Linked DNA regions of Sus scrofa: all the other regions are linked to region 3. The links are chromatin contacts, called in public Hi-C and promoter capture Hi-C maps. All regions are on one chromosome and are shown on one strand. The core of a region is the stretch at or near the end of the contact, and the rest is flanking DNA. Distances in the headings are between cores, read along the strand shown. Region 1 holds the start of RAB2A (ras-related protein Rab-2A). Region 2 overlaps CHD7 (chromodomain-helicase-DNA-binding protein 7). Region 3 holds the start of CHD7 (chromodomain-helicase-DNA-binding protein 7).

Region 1 (5,078 bases), core at 1,863-4,362, 130 kb before region 3:
CAGATTCACTCCCTGGCCCAGGAACTTCCATATGCTGAGGGTGTGGCTACTAAAAAAAAAAATGTCATGGAGGAGTTCTACTGTGGCATAGCAGGTTGAAGATCAGCATTGTTACTGCAGTGGATTGGGTCACTACTGTGGTATGGGTTCAATCCCTGGCTGGGAACATCCATATGCCAAGGGTGCAGCCAAAAAAAGAAGTCATGAAGAACTTTAATAAGGAGATCTTGAAGAATGCAGTCTTACAATCTTTAAATTTCACAGTTATGACCTTCAGATCATGTATGAGGTAAGACTGAGAGATAAGGATATCAGAATTCATTCCCAAAGGAGTGAAAGAGCTGAAAATCAAATGGAATGAGAATCCCAGGAAGCAGTCCATAATAATAAGGGAAAAGAGATTTATTTCCGTCATTTTTGACTAAGGGATTTTTTTGGAAAAACGTTTTTGGATTGTGGGTGCTAAATAAAATGTTTAAAATGAAGTTTGTGTGGTTTTTATTTATACCCTGCATGGTTTCAAAGAGAATTTAATTTAGCATATGGGCTTAGAGAAAATATAACAAAATACTATGAATTACATGTAGAAAAAATATAGAGATAAAATAGCAACAAGTATGGAGCTGATTTTTAAACATGAATTTGTATAGTGATCAGGCCTTTATTCACTCAGGGCAATTTTTTTTTTTTAAATTTTGGAGCACTAAAGAATTTCATGTGTTAAGTATAATTTTTCATAACTTACACAATGTCTTCATATACATTATCTCATTTGATCCTAAACTGACTTTGTGAGGCAGTTATTCCCTACATTTTCAGACAAGGGAACCGAGGCTCATGGAGGGACTTGAAAATCCAGTCCTTGCTCTTTTCAAAACTGCTGATCATTACAATTCTTGTGCACTAAGTAATGCCTTTCAGTTCTGTGTAAGAACAATATACACTTGACTCCTGTAGCCCTGATCTGCTTTACAGGTGCTTTCAATCTGGAGGTGGAAAGACTTAAAATTAAAGGACTTTAGATCTGGGACAGACCCTTCTGGTAACACTTAACTCCTTGGCTTTACATGAGTGCATCTCAGCTCTAAGAGGCCAAACATTTGTCACAATGATCCAATCAGTTTGTGGTAAGACCAAGGTCAAAAGCAGATTTCCTAAATTCTTTTCTTGGCACCGCATGGCCTCTGTAGCTCCATACATATCCATTTCTATGATTTTTTTTAACATGTGCAATTCTGACCTTTCTCTTCACAGTTTCTCATGTGTTCCCTGGGTAAAGTTCTGCGCGCATACTGACACAGCTACAGGGCCTCGCATGACCTGGCATCAGGGACGACCCCCACTGCTCACCTCTGCTAACAATATAGAAATAGATCTGATTGTAAGGATGCTAGGCTTTCACATAACATCCTCATAGAGATGCCTTGCTCAGGCTATGGGTAGAGGACATACCTCTGAGAATAATATGGAACTGAGTTTCTTCTGGAAGGTGGGGACTTTCTGGACATCTATCACTAGGAAAGACGTGAGGGAAAGCACTCGGAGAGGAGGGACAAAATGGCCTTTGGAACATTGGAGGTCTTGAGCAGGAACCTCTTCTCTCCCAAACTAAAGATGAGTGAGCCAGATGATACAATTCCAGGTAATTTCTCATGTCAAGCTTTCGTCTGCTATCTGAAAATCCCCTCCAAACACTTAAAAAAATAAAAACACAAAAGCCTGAGTTGACATTTGGAAACGCCATTCAAATTATGCAGCAACCAACCACTGCCAGACCAGCACAGAGGGGTCGGTAGAATGACAGATTCCAAAAGGGAAAGGAAAATATTGGGCAACAGGAATCTGAGCCACTAAATCCCAGTCCCTTCTGTCCTAGCACTGACTCTCCTTCCACTGCCAACAGCAGAGGCCATGGGTTAGCAGATGCACTTCCTTGTGCAATCTGAAATTCCCTTAACAGATCCAGGAACTTTGCACATGGTTCCTTGTGACTTGACTTCATTTCTCATCCCCTACTTTTTGTCCTTTTGACAAACACTTACTCATCCTTCATATTTCTGGTTCAGACATCCTATTCTCTTGGTAACCTATCCTGACACTTAAAACTAACTCTGTCCTCCACCTCATTCCCAAATCAGTGCTCCTTTTGAACAGGGTCTGCCTTTAGTTCTAGTGCCTAGCAGTGCAGGAAAGAGTACGTACTCAGTGTTATTGGAATGAACAAATAAGTTACTTTGTTTTTTCCCTTTTAAGGCATTTTTCAACAGATAATTCATAAATACTGCAAAAATTTCAAACTGCACTCAAAACATCAGTGGAAAGTAGATCTTTCCTCCAATTCCATACCCCCCCACCTTCCCGTGGTGCCAGTAGTATCCTTTCCGATTAAGTACATATGGGTATTTTAAGTGCAGCTCTTATTTTTCTACAAAACAGTAAAAAAATTATTTATATTGCTATAAAAAATGTTGCTTATAAATGTACAATATATATTCTGTCACTTATACATATTAGACAACTGTATATTGATAATACTTATAACATAAATAATGCATAAAACATAAATATATAAGTCCTATGCCTTGTTCTTAAGTCAGGCTTTTTCTAAAAAAACTAAGACAGCGTAGTATTCCACCACAGGGGCATACCATGGTTCACCGCACATTCCCCGATTTACGGTTTCAAATTTACAAATACTTCCATTTTCACTGTCAAAGTCCTGTCCAGCAGCGCATAAATACTTTCGCCCTCCAACCCCGCCCCGAGCGGCCGGATCCTTTCCTAACATCTCTCACCAGCCCGGGGCAGGCCCTGCGCCTAACGCGACAGCCCGCTTCCCACCACGTGCCCTGCGTCCCCACCGCAGGGCGGAAGAACGCGGCACCGCGCGCGCCGCAGCGACGGAGCCGCACGTCCCCTCCCCTCCCCCAGCGTCTCCCAGCCGCCGCGGTCTCCCGTTCAAAAGTGCCGGAGAACGACAAACGCCCGGCCTCGCCCGGCTCGGGGCGGACGGGGCGGTCGGGCGCGGCAAGCGCGGCCCTGGGCGGGGCTCCGGGGGGGCGGGGCTCCGGCCGGCGGGGCGGGGTGCGGCCGGCGTGCGGTGCTCCTCCCCTTTCCCCCGGCGGCGCCGGCGGCTGCAGCACTTCCGGGTCGGCGCGGAGGCGGGGCGGAGGCGCCGCGAAGGCTGTTATTGTTCGACTGAGCTGGGCCGGGCGCTGTCTCCCTGGTCTCCGTGGGTATCGGTTTGTCGCGCTTCAGCTCGGCCCCTCTCGCCTGTCGGTTCGTCCCGCTTCCTCTCGGCACCTCGCTCCCCACGGCTGACGGCGACGGCGGCGGCTGCGGCGGGCGGGGCCTGGCGTTTCAAGGCCGAGCGGCGCCGGGGTGAGGGGCGCGGAGGAGGAGGAGCAGTAGCAGGAGGAGGAGCCGTGTGCCCTGGCACCAAGCGGCCGCGGCCATGGCGTACGCCTATCTCTTCAAGTACATCATCATCGGCGACACAGGTGAGGCCCCGGGCGCATCCGGGCGGGTGGCGGCGGCCTCCGGGCCGGGGCTCAGGGGCAAACGACGTCTGGCCGCGGCGCGGGCGCCGACGCGGCCGGGCGCCTCCCCGCCGGCCGCGCAGCTCCATTTCCGCAGTGCTGGAGCTGGTGACGTGGGCACTGCGAGCGGCCGCGGCCTGGCCGGGCCTGGCCCGCAGACCCCCAGCCCGGCCGGCCCTGCGCACCTGGGGACCGCAGCAGCCGTTTCGACGCGCGGCCTACGGAGTGTATGACAGGAGGGCCGACCTAGTCCGGGGCCGCCAGAGCCTGACTCAGATGATTACACTCCCTGGCCAAGGCCCCTCACCTTGGGCCTCTCCGCCGCCTTCGAGAAAGGGAAAGGGGGCAGAGGAGAGCAGAAGGTGATGATGGGAGGAGGGTCTTGGGTTTCCTGACCCGTCCCACCTTCCACCACGCATTTGCCCAGGCCTGGGCAATGCGCTCCCTGGTATGGGAAAGCCAGCTGAGAGAGAGACGGGAGCCTTAAAAAACAATTATATATATATGTATGTATGTGTGTATTCTTATTCCTATCAACGCGTAAATCAGGATAAGTCACATTCCATTACTTGACACCTGGGGGATCCCTTTCGAGGTCATTAAAGCGTGAAAGAGTTCTGTCGACTTTTGCCGTGTGTGAACTAGGATTATTTGATAGTAATGCAAGGTCGTTCATTGCCCTGGGTGTTTGCTAATGAGCGTGTGTCGGTGTATCTGCTGGGGACACAGATTTTTTTTCTGATACCTCAGATCCAGGCTCACAACTGCCAGTGTTCAGGTGACCTGATGTCCATTTAAAGCAGAAAGAATTCAGTTATTCTCACTTAAAATAACATCCCAATGCATTTCACGATAAAGTAATAAAAATCATTGAAAATATATTTTTAATATCTGTGATTTCTGGCATTGCTTTTCATCTAATAATAAAACTAAGACTTGTTCAGGTATTATAACTATTAATATACCAGGGTCTGATTTCAGTGATGACTCTTGCACAACTTTGGAACCTTTGCACAACTTTGGAAATGTAAGCAGCAGCCTGTGGTTGCACTAGTGATAGGGCAGATTGAATAAGTAACACAAGAATCATTCTTCCTAAAAGGAAAGCTTTTATGCTGTAAATATAGTTTTTCAGCAAGGTTTTTTGGTGTGTGTGTGTGTGTGTGTGTGGAAACAGGATGGTTTTCTGCGTAAAGTCCTGTGTTTTGCACATGTTCAGTAGCAAATTTATATACTTGTAAAAATGCTGAGCCTACTTGAAGAAGGACCAGGCGTTCTAAAGCCCACTGGCTAATTTTGATTTAGTCTGTAAAATTAAGATTGGAAGAGGGAATTCACCTTAACTACAATGTGAATGGGTTCAAGAAGTAGAGAGAAGAGCGATTATGGAAATTTAGCAATAGTGACAATTCAAATTAGGCTTCGCAGGTTGCCTTCTTTCAACTTTCTTACTGAGCATCAACTGTACGTAAAGTATTCGGCTGGAAGTAGTGGGACTACAAATATGAACAGGTTGGTGCTCTGTTCTTTTGGAATTTG
Region 2 (4,672 bases), core at 2,010-4,509, 65 kb after region 3:
AAATGAACACACAAACTATGCATCCTTCACAGCCTCAGGGAACGTATGCCTCTCCGCCTCCCATGTCACCCATGAAAGCGCTGAGTAACCCGGCAGGGACGCCCCCCCCGCAGGTCAGGCCGGGGAGCGCTGGGATCCCGATGGACGTCGGCAGTTACCCCACCGTGCCCCACCCGCCCCCGGGGGCCCTGGGCATCGGACAGAGGAGCGTGGGACCCCGGAACATGCAGCAGTCCCGTCCGTTTATGGGCATGTCCTCAGCCCCAAGGGAGCTGGCCGGGCACCTGAGACCGAACGGGTGTCCTGGCGTGGGCCTCGCCGACCCGCAGGCCCTCCAGGAACGACTGCTCCCCGGCCAGCAGCACCCCGGCCAGCAGCCGTCCTTCCAGCAGTTGCCAACCTGCCCTCCGCTGCAGCCCCACCCGGGCCTGCACCACCAGCCTTCGCCCCCACACCCGCACCACCAGCCCTGGGCACAGCTCCACCCGTCGCCCCAGAACACCCCGCAGAAAGTGCCTGTGCCGCAGGTAAGGGTTGGGTTGTGCCTGCCTCGTGGCGGCGATGGGGCCGCTCCGAGGGTCGCGTGGGGTCTTCCTTTAAGCTTCGTGAAAAGCCTTTTCATTACGACATCCTTCGTTAGTTTTTATCTTGTAAGCTGCTCCAGAATCTCTGTTTTTCCCCTGTGACTCCCTGATTTACTCTCTCACTCATTGGCTTCCTCAAAAAAAATCTTGAATCCTCCTGTCCCAGGAGCTGCGCTGGAGCTGAGGGTGCATAGAAAACTAAGGCTGGTTCCTGCCTGCGAGGAGCTCTGTTCTCATTGCCAGCAGGGTGACCAACCCTGGACTTAAATGTTTTTTTTCCTTCTCTTTTTTCTTCTCTCTCTCTCTTCACTCTGGTTTAAAAATATACTGAAAGTTGGTTTCCAGCAAAGTTTTATGTGTTCGTGGTTGTCCTGCCCACTTTTTTTAGAAAATTGTATTTTTTTTTCCCTTGGGAAGCTACAAAATCAGTTCTTCTGTCATATACTCATTTCACCAACTGTTGAATGTTAGCGTGAACTTAAATTGCAGACTGTGGAAAATCAAAGTAAATGATCCTCCACAGGAAGTGTTTGGTCTCTAGGAGATCTGGGCACCCAGAACTGAAAGCAGGAGTCTTCCTTCCAAGCTGGGATTTCATTGTACAGAATTTATAAGCAAAGAGATTGAGGTTTTAGGCTCTAGTATTTACAAAGAGACCTTTCCATTATAAATGTTGGTGTTTGTGCCCTAGGTCTGGGAGAACGAAATTAATGTCTGCATGTACAGAGTATTCTGAGTGCTGTTCAAAAACATGCATTGCTGTTCCACTGTGATGGCAGCCGGAGCGTGGATGGCACAGTGTGCCTAGAGCAGCTGTAGGCACAGTGGTTGTTCCTAATGAACTTATAATCCGTTTGGGGAAACATGACCCATGCATGACAGTCTAGAGTGGAGTGAAAGACCATGCATGATGCTGTGACAGAAGTCAGAGCAGCGGCACCACGGACGAGGCGCCCAGGAGTTTGGCTGGGACTTAACCAGGGCCTTGAATCCAGGAGGGCATTTCAGGTTGGGGGATGGTTGTCAGAGGGGACATGGGGACATAGGAAATTGAGTTCACAGCAGGGCAGGGCAGGGCCAGGCACTAGAGGTGTGGTATTCTGTAAAGAATCTGGACTGCACCCAGGAGCCAGTGATACCCACTCGACAGTGTACGCAGGATGGTACTCCGGATGGCTGGGAAACCAGCAGGTGAGCTGTGAGTCTCTGGTCTAAGCCTGTGAGGACAGTTCGTACCAGGAGCCAGGGATCAGGGAACAGAATGGATTGAAGCTATGTGGAAATAAAAGGGTTGGCACAGGAAACAGAGCCTTTCAGGGTGTCCTGCTTGGAGAGGCATTTAGATCAGAGACTCAGAAGCCTCAGCCTTGGTGGGGCTGAGGGGTTGGAAAGGTCTCCTCAGAACCTGAGAACACAGGACATGAGGGGGTTTTGGGGAAGCTGTCCTTAGAGGTCCTGCACACTTGGGGACCCTCGGGAGGAGCTCCAGAGTCAGTGGTGGTTGTGAGGTACACGAGCTTCAGCCACCTGACTGGCACTGCCCAGGAGAGATCTGCTCCTGTCCCTAGAGCCCAGCTAACCTGCAATGATGGGAATGGGCTTCTAAGACCATGGACAGCGTGAAAAGGGAGATGAGAAAGGCTGTCTATTAGATGCTGGGGCCTCTGGCCAACTTGGTTGGCCTCTAGGGCAGAGATGAACATGGCTTAGTTTCTAGGGATTATTCTTTTCTTGTTCCTTGAAATTTTCTTATTAAACATGAGCTCTTTCAGAGCAGTGGTCCTCAGACCTCTCCTGATCCCAACATCTCTCCTCCCTGGGGATGAGCCCAGTTTGCAGGAGACCCCTTGACCATAACCTGATCCCTGGAGGGGAATTGTTCTCTTCCAGCATTCCCTGGTTTTCGGAGTATAGATTTCTCCATAGGCATCTGAGAGGATGCGTTTGAGTATGTGGAGCCCGAGTCCCTGAGCGCTGGGGGCCTCTGTGAACGTGCTGGGCCCTGGTAGATGCTGGGGGACACCAGGCATATCTCCGTGTCCCTCCAGCTCCACCTTCTTGAGTCGCCATCACAGACGAACTTGGAATTGTTTAAGGGGTGTAAACAAGTACACTTGCTTTTTAGGGCCGCACTTGCCACATATGGAGGTTCCCAGGCTGGGGGTCAAATCGGAGCTGCCGCTGCCGGCCTACGCCAGAGCCACAGCAGCGCAGGTTCCCAGTCACATCTGCGACATACACCACATCTCACGGCAATGCCAGATCCTTAACCCACTGAGTGGGGCCAGGGATCAAACCTGCAACCTCAGGGTTGCTAGTTGCATTCGTTTCTGCTGCGCCATAACAGGAACTTCGTATCTTGACTTTTTGATCTTGGGTCTTTTACTTCTTGAAGATAGAAGTTATGCTTTTCAAATGTTTCATGAGTAATGAACAGATATCTTCTAAATTGTGTCACATGTTTAGGTATCTTTGAAGATAAGTTTATATTGAAGAGTCAGCAAAAGAAAACATGAGAACCAAGGCCAGAGTTCATCAGGCTGTGTGTGCACTGTGTGCACGCAGTCTTTAATGAAAGCTCCAGACCAGCCTGATGATGTGACCAAATTTACAGGGGAAGAAGAAAGAAAACAAACAAACAAAAACCAACCCTAGCTTCTACTTCTTTTCAGAAGCTCATGAGGATAGTGGTTCCCTTTTCATCTCAGACTTACTTATCTGTCCATCTCTCTATGATTATGCTACTCATTTACATTTCTAATTCTTGTCTTCCAGTTTGATTGAGCTCTAGTGGACCTGCGGCACTGTGTAAAGTGTAATGATTCGATCTGCATACCTCATGCAGTGATTGTCACGGTCAGTTTAGTGAACACCCACCATCTAAGTACAAAACTAAAGAAGCAGTTTAGTTTTTTCCCCTTGTGATGAGACCTCTTAAGGTTTACTCTCTTAACAACGTTCCTGTGTAACACAAAGCAGTGTCCATATATTTACCCTGGTGTACATTCCATGCCTGCTGCTTATTTATCTTATAACTGGAAGGTTGTACCTTCTGACCGCCTTCATCTGCTTCCCTCCCCCGCCTCTGGTAACCACAGAGCTGATCTCTTTTCCTATGAATTTTTTTGCTTTGCGTTTGAAGTACGATGGCCTTACAGCACTGTGTGAGTTCCTGTTACACAACAGAGCGCTTTGCTATTTCTGTGCAGTTCAAACTGATTATCACAATCACCCTACAGAGACATTACATAATTGTTGACTGTATCCTCCACACTTCCACACCTGTGACATGTATTTTGCAACTGAAGTTTGTACGTCCTAATGTCCCTCACCACTTTCTCTTCTCCCCCACCCCCCGCCCCAACCCCCTCCTTTCTGGCAAATAGCCTGTTTGTTCTCTGTATCTGTGACTCTGTTCCTGTTATGTTTGTTCATTTGTTTTTGTAGATTCCACTATAAGTGAAATCATACAGTATTTGTCTTTCTCTGGATCTCAGACCCTTTTATGCTCTTAAAAATTATTGGGGGAATTCCTGTTGTGGCTCAGTGGGTCAAGAACCCGACAGAGTATCCATGAGAATGCAGGTTCTATCTGTAGTTTAAGGATCTGGCATTGCCACAAGCTGCAGTGTAGGTTGCAGATGTGGCTCAGATCCCCCATCGCTGTGGTTGTGGTGTAGGCCGAAGCTGCAGCTCTGATTAGACCCCAGGCCAGGAACTTCTGTATGCCACAGGTTCATCTAAAAAAAAGATTAAAAAAAAAAAGAAGAAGGGAGGAAAAAAAAAAAAAAACATGAATGGGGACTCCAAAGAGCCTTTGTTTATATGGGTTCTCTGTGTTGGTATTTATTGTCCTAGGAATTTAAACTGAGGACAGTTTAAATAAATAAGAAATAAAATAAATTATAAATTTAAATAAAATAGTAAACCACTATGTGTTAGTTAATATAAATCACATTTTTAACTGGAAAGCTGCTGTTTTCCAAAACACGAGGAAATTAATGGCATTGTTTTACATTTTCTAAAATGTTGGGTTCTGACATATGCTTCTGCCTGCAGTCGGCGTGCAGGTCACAAGCCTCTGGCCA
Region 3 (4,674 bases), core at 1,486-3,985:
ATTTATTTCAAGGGGCCTAGCAAACCTTTATGTCAGGCTCTCTCTGGAATTTTTCTCAACAGCTTTCTGGGAGTACTCACTCCATCCTCTAAAGCCCCCCTCCAGGCCCCTTGTATCTTTCTGCTGCCCCCTGGCTAGATTGAACTCAGTCCTGTCCTATTCCCTAAGGGCTTGGACTCCAAAATTATGATTTTCTTTTAGTACTATCTCCAAACTATCAACCCATTAGCTTGTACACTCCGAGGTCAGTTTCGTTCAGGGCTGTATCTCCAGCACCTAGAACAAGGCCTGGAACCTCTTAGACACTCAATGTTGAATGAATGAATAAATCTCTAAATTTGTTAGTTCCAGCTAGGTGGTGGGAGGAAAACCATCCATTGAACTAATTTACACTCATCTGTGAAGGACCTGGAGTTCCTTATCTCTCCTGAAGGTATTTGCATACTTAAAGGGAAAGCTTGTGAATTCAAATTATTCTCAATGGGAAAACTTCAACAGTGAAGCAAATGGAGAGAAAACTTTGGAGGCTAGAGGGTAGTGGGGTTGTGGAGGTTTTGATCTAAGCAGGCCAGAGCTGCCAGGAGTTTGCCCCTGAGGCCTCCCCAAGGCCTGTCCAGCTCTGCCCCAGGACGACTTCTGAGAGCTTGGGGACTTCTCCATCCTGGCTATCAGAACCTCAGTGGGACAAGGAGGGAGATTAAACCAGAGAGGGGCTGCAGGGCTATTTGTTTCCACCTAGAGCTTTGGCTGAACTCTTCTACCATTTCTCATGTTTCAAAGGGAAGTGTCCTCACTTCTTGTTAAATATACAAGAGCACAGGGGGACTTCCTCATAGTCAATAGTATTTGTTAATTAAAGGTTAACTAATATGCTTTCACTACATGTAGATTTTTTAAAGCTTGAAAATTGACTTGAAATACATGGACATCTGACAATGAGCTGGGCATATTGTAAAAGATAAAAGATAATCCCTTCTAGGCCACTTTTATGTCCTCTAATATGGTCCAGCACTAGTGATTTCTTTGTAGACATGTCTTTAACCATGATCCCCTGCCCCCAACACCCCCCAAAACATCCCCCATATGCTTTCATTGAGAGATGTAAACTTAAGGGAGATATCAGCCTAACCTCGGAATTCTGATTCTTGGTTTATGAAATGGACTATAAAGAAAGGCAGAAGTTTTTAGTGTTTCCTAATTTTTTTAATTTAAGAATTTTCTGTAGCACCAACCTTCTTTCTGCTGTTTATGTGTAAATCCCTTGAATAAAACATTTACCTCTTTCAAAAGACCATTCAAATATATGATGAAAACAAGCCCAAACCAGAGCATTTCAATAAATGACAGTATAATATAACAAATCTTTAGAAAATCATTACTATAAATGTTTTAGTGATTAAGTCTAGGATAATCACACTTGTAGGGTAATCATTTTGATTAATCTTTGGTTCAAGCAGAAATACTTGACAGTCAGCACTACAGATGCTAAACGAGAAGAAATTATATTTTGCACAGTTTTACAATTTTCTGAGTTTATTTTGGAGTCCAATAATAGCATGTCGCTTTACTCTGTATCTATTACACAGGACCGAGTTTGGCTAATATGTTTCTTCCTTGATTTAAAAACAAACGTAATCGTTTACCTAACAATATCATCTTCGGGTGTACAACAGTTGACAGTTTAAAAGAATTATAATTGCTTGGTATTTTCCACATAAAAGGTGCTTGATAAATGTTTGCAGATCTATCTCCTAAAGGGAAAATTGGTAAAAGAAAAATTTCTCCAGGTTTAACATTCATTTTGTATCGGGAAGAGAAACAAGAATAAAGAGGCTTGAATATTTCAGCCTAGGAGATCACACAAAAGTGCCATTTTGGCCAAAGAATGACGAAAACACTCCAGTCCTGACACGTTTAATAATGGGCACACAACCTATTTCTTTGTTTCATAACCATTGCGCTCTCTCTCCCTTTTTTGGCATGGTAACAAATACAACAAAATCCACGCCATCTAGTTAAACTTTTTGATTTAGTAGCGGATCCGGCTGTCCTGTCAACGAGGAGGTAGGGTTGGGTTAGCAGGCAAAGTGGAGACGCAGGAGAAATCTACTGGAAATGGAGCGTGCCCATTCTAAATCATTTCATGTGGGAAAATCATTTCAAGTTGAAGGATAATTGCAGAAGAGGCGTCCCAACCCCGCGAGCCGCTGCCGTCCGCGTAGCGTCGGAAGCCCCTCGCCGCGGCTGGGAGGATCGCCGCCGGCCCAGCCGCCGCTTCCTGCCCGCGGGCGGCGCACCCGGCCTCCGGGAAGGTGCCGCGCGGGGAAACGTGGCACCCTCTCCAGCCCGCGCCCCCGGCGCTGCCGCGCGGCGGCGGAGCGCTCGGGAGAGCAGGGCCAGGAAGGCGGCGCGGCGGCCGCGCACCGGCCCGCGAGGAGAACCGCCCGCAGCGCCGGCGCCCGCCCGGGGACGGGAAGTGGCGCCCGGCCCGCCCTCCGCAGCCCGCGGCCCCGAAGCCCCGCGCCGCCCCCTTTCCCTCGGCTTCTCCCTCGGCCTCCGCCACCCCGGCCGAATTCTTGCATAAATTATGCCAGGCGCGCCTGACGTCAGGTGGCGGCGCGCGGGCGCGGGCGCGGGCGCGACGCGGAGGGAGCCGGCGGCGGGCGGGCGCGGCCCCGCGACATCGGGCGCGCGCGGCGTGCCGGGCGCGCGCAGGCGCTGGCGTGCTGGGGCCGCGGCGGCGGCGGCGGCGGCGGCAGCGGTGGCGGCGGCGGCGGCGGCGGCGGCGGCGGCGCGGGGGTTGAGCCGTGGTAGTGCGGACGCGCTCGTGCTCGGGAACTATCGGATTAAACTTGAATCGAGTGAAATTACACAAAGGAGCGCCGCTGAGAAGGCGGCCTGGGGACCCGGAGACCCTGAAACTCGCCAGAGCCCCATTCGCCCCCGGCCAACTCCGTGCCCGTGGATTCAGCCCCCTGGCCGCGGCCGCCGAGCCAACTCCGGAGCCCGCTCTGCGTTTTGTTTTCTCCTCGGCACAGGGCAGCGGAGGAGCCCGACCGACCGGGTAAGCGCGAGAGTTCGCCGGGCGCCTCCGGGAGGGGCGGCGGCGGCAGGAAATCGCTCCGGGCCGGGGCCGGGGCCGCGCGAGGAGTTGGGAGCGAGGAGTTGGGCGTGTGCGGGGCGAGGGGCGAGGGCGGGCGGGGGCCGGGGCCGGCGCAGGAGCGCAGCGCCGCCCGAGCTGTGTCGCCGGCGTCGCCGCCCGCGGGGCCCGAACCCGCGCCCGGAGCGCCGTCCGGCGCCCCAACTTTTGCCTGCGTCCGCAGGGCCGGCGGTGGCGGGTGCGCGCGGTCCGGCCGAGGGTCACTTCCTCGCATGTAAATGGCTTTTTGTTGTGCTGCCGGCGTGGGGGGGGACGGGGACAGGAGGGAGCGTGTCTGCGCGCGGGGGAGCGCGAGCGCGTTTCCTCCCGCCGGCGCCGAGCACGAGTTGCCGGCTCCATTCGAAAGAAAAAGGAAGGAGGAAAAGTTGGGCTGCAACTCAAGTGCGAGTGGGCGATGGGCGCGCGGGCGCGGGGCGGCTGAGCCGCGGCGGCGGCGGCGGCGGCGGCTCGGGGACGGCGGCGACCCCCGCCTCCCGCCCCCGCCCCCCGCTCCGGACCGACCACGCCGCGCTCGCCGGGAGCGGCGGCCGCACCGGCGCGAACAAAGTGCGTCCCTCCTGGCGCGGCGGCGCCGGCCCGCGCGGGGACGGCCACCGGGCGAGGTGGGTCTGCGGCGAGGAAAGTGCGCGGGGCGCCGCGTGGGGCGAGGGCGGCGCGAACACGCGGCGCTGGGGGCGTCCCGAGCCCGGCCTGTGCCGGCCGCGGGCGTGGAGTTGCGAGCCCGGAGCTGGGGTTCCCGGGGCGCCCCGGCGGCTCCCAAGTGCGCGAGGAGGAGAAGAAAGGGAGCGGGGCCGGGGCGAGCGCGGGGAGGCGCGGCGAGGAGGGGACCCCACCTTGCCGAGCTGGCCGGGCCAGCGGCGGCGGCGCCTGCATAATAGCGACTTTAAGCCCCCGGAGGCAACTCGGCTCACCCATCCCCGAACCCTTCGGGGGTCAGCGCCCGGGGGGGGGGTCACCAGGTGGCCCCCGAGGTGGCCCGGGTGCGCTCTGCCCTCTCGGAGATCCGCGGTTCGGAGCGTGATCGGCCCGAGGTGGCTGGAGGCCAAGCGGTCAGCGGGGAGAGGAAGGAGGGCGGCGGGGACGCGTTGTTTGTTTGGTTCGCACCGGGAACTGGGCTCGCCGGGGGTGCGGGGGGCGCGGGCACCGGGTGGGCTGCGGTGCGGGGCAGCCGCGTCGGCGCGGGGTGAGCGCGGCACGGGGGAGGGGGGAGGGCGGCGGATCCCGGGAGGGGGGGTGGTTCGGGAGGCTCCGGGGAAGGAGCCGCCGGCCCCGAGCAGCCATCATTACCGAGCCGCCTTTCTCCGGATGGCTCAGCCTCGAGGAGCCCCGCGCCGTGGGAGCGCACCCCAAACTCCCGGCCGGCCGCCCGCTTTGTGAGCGCCCCCGTAGAGCGGACGGGCGGGGAGTGCTCCTGCTACGGGGCGGACGGTTTTCCCGGAGGTCACTTTTAGAGACTGTTCACGCCTCGATTTTAAAGTAGTTTTTTTCCCCCTCTTCTGAACAGACAATGGACA

What was found. Promoter capture Hi-C pulls out the DNA fragments that hold promoters and counts their contacts. A called contact is a pair of places that touch in the nucleus more often than the background predicts.
Region 1: a Hi-C map of liver shows a contact between it and region 3, with 5 times the contacts expected there. The contact joins the promoter of RAB2A here to the promoter of CHD7 in region 3. A contact is called at or near these places in 4 of 47 Hi-C or Micro-C datasets (heart right ventricle, liver and skeletal muscle) and 1 of 2 datasets of contacts at active chromatin or transcription factors (alveolar macrophages).
Region 2: a promoter capture Hi-C map of liver shows a contact between it and region 3, with 2.7 times the contacts expected there. The contact joins the enhancer-like site here to the promoter of CHD7 in region 3. A contact is called at or near these places in 1 of 5 promoter capture datasets (liver) and 7 of 47 Hi-C or Micro-C datasets (fetal heart ventricle, fetal liver, heart right ventricle and 2 more).

Annotation. Positions count from the first base shown.
Region 1 is chr4:72,880,217-72,885,294 of Sscrofa11.1, reverse strand. RAB2A (ras-related protein Rab-2A) reads left to right here and starts at 3,112. Exons shown (of 8, transcript XM_001926704.6): 1 at 3,112-3,500. The coding sequence starts at 3,455.
Region 2 is chr4:72,688,353-72,693,024 of Sscrofa11.1, reverse strand. It overlaps CHD7 (chromodomain-helicase-DNA-binding protein 7), which reads left to right. Exons shown (of 37, transcript XM_021089334.1): 2 at 1-527. Among named protein-coding and RNA genes, the nearest start is that of CHD7, 64 kb to the left of the region's middle. Within about 2 kb of position 3,259, at least 12 of the 83 cell types and tissues checked have an H3K27ac peak or open chromatin away from gene starts, as enhancers often do. A contact at or near this core is called in fetal liver and liver, where this site is marked.
Region 3 is chr4:72,752,504-72,757,177 of Sscrofa11.1, reverse strand. CHD7 (chromodomain-helicase-DNA-binding protein 7) reads left to right here and starts at 2,735. Exons shown (of 37, transcript XM_021089334.1): 1 at 2,735-3,064.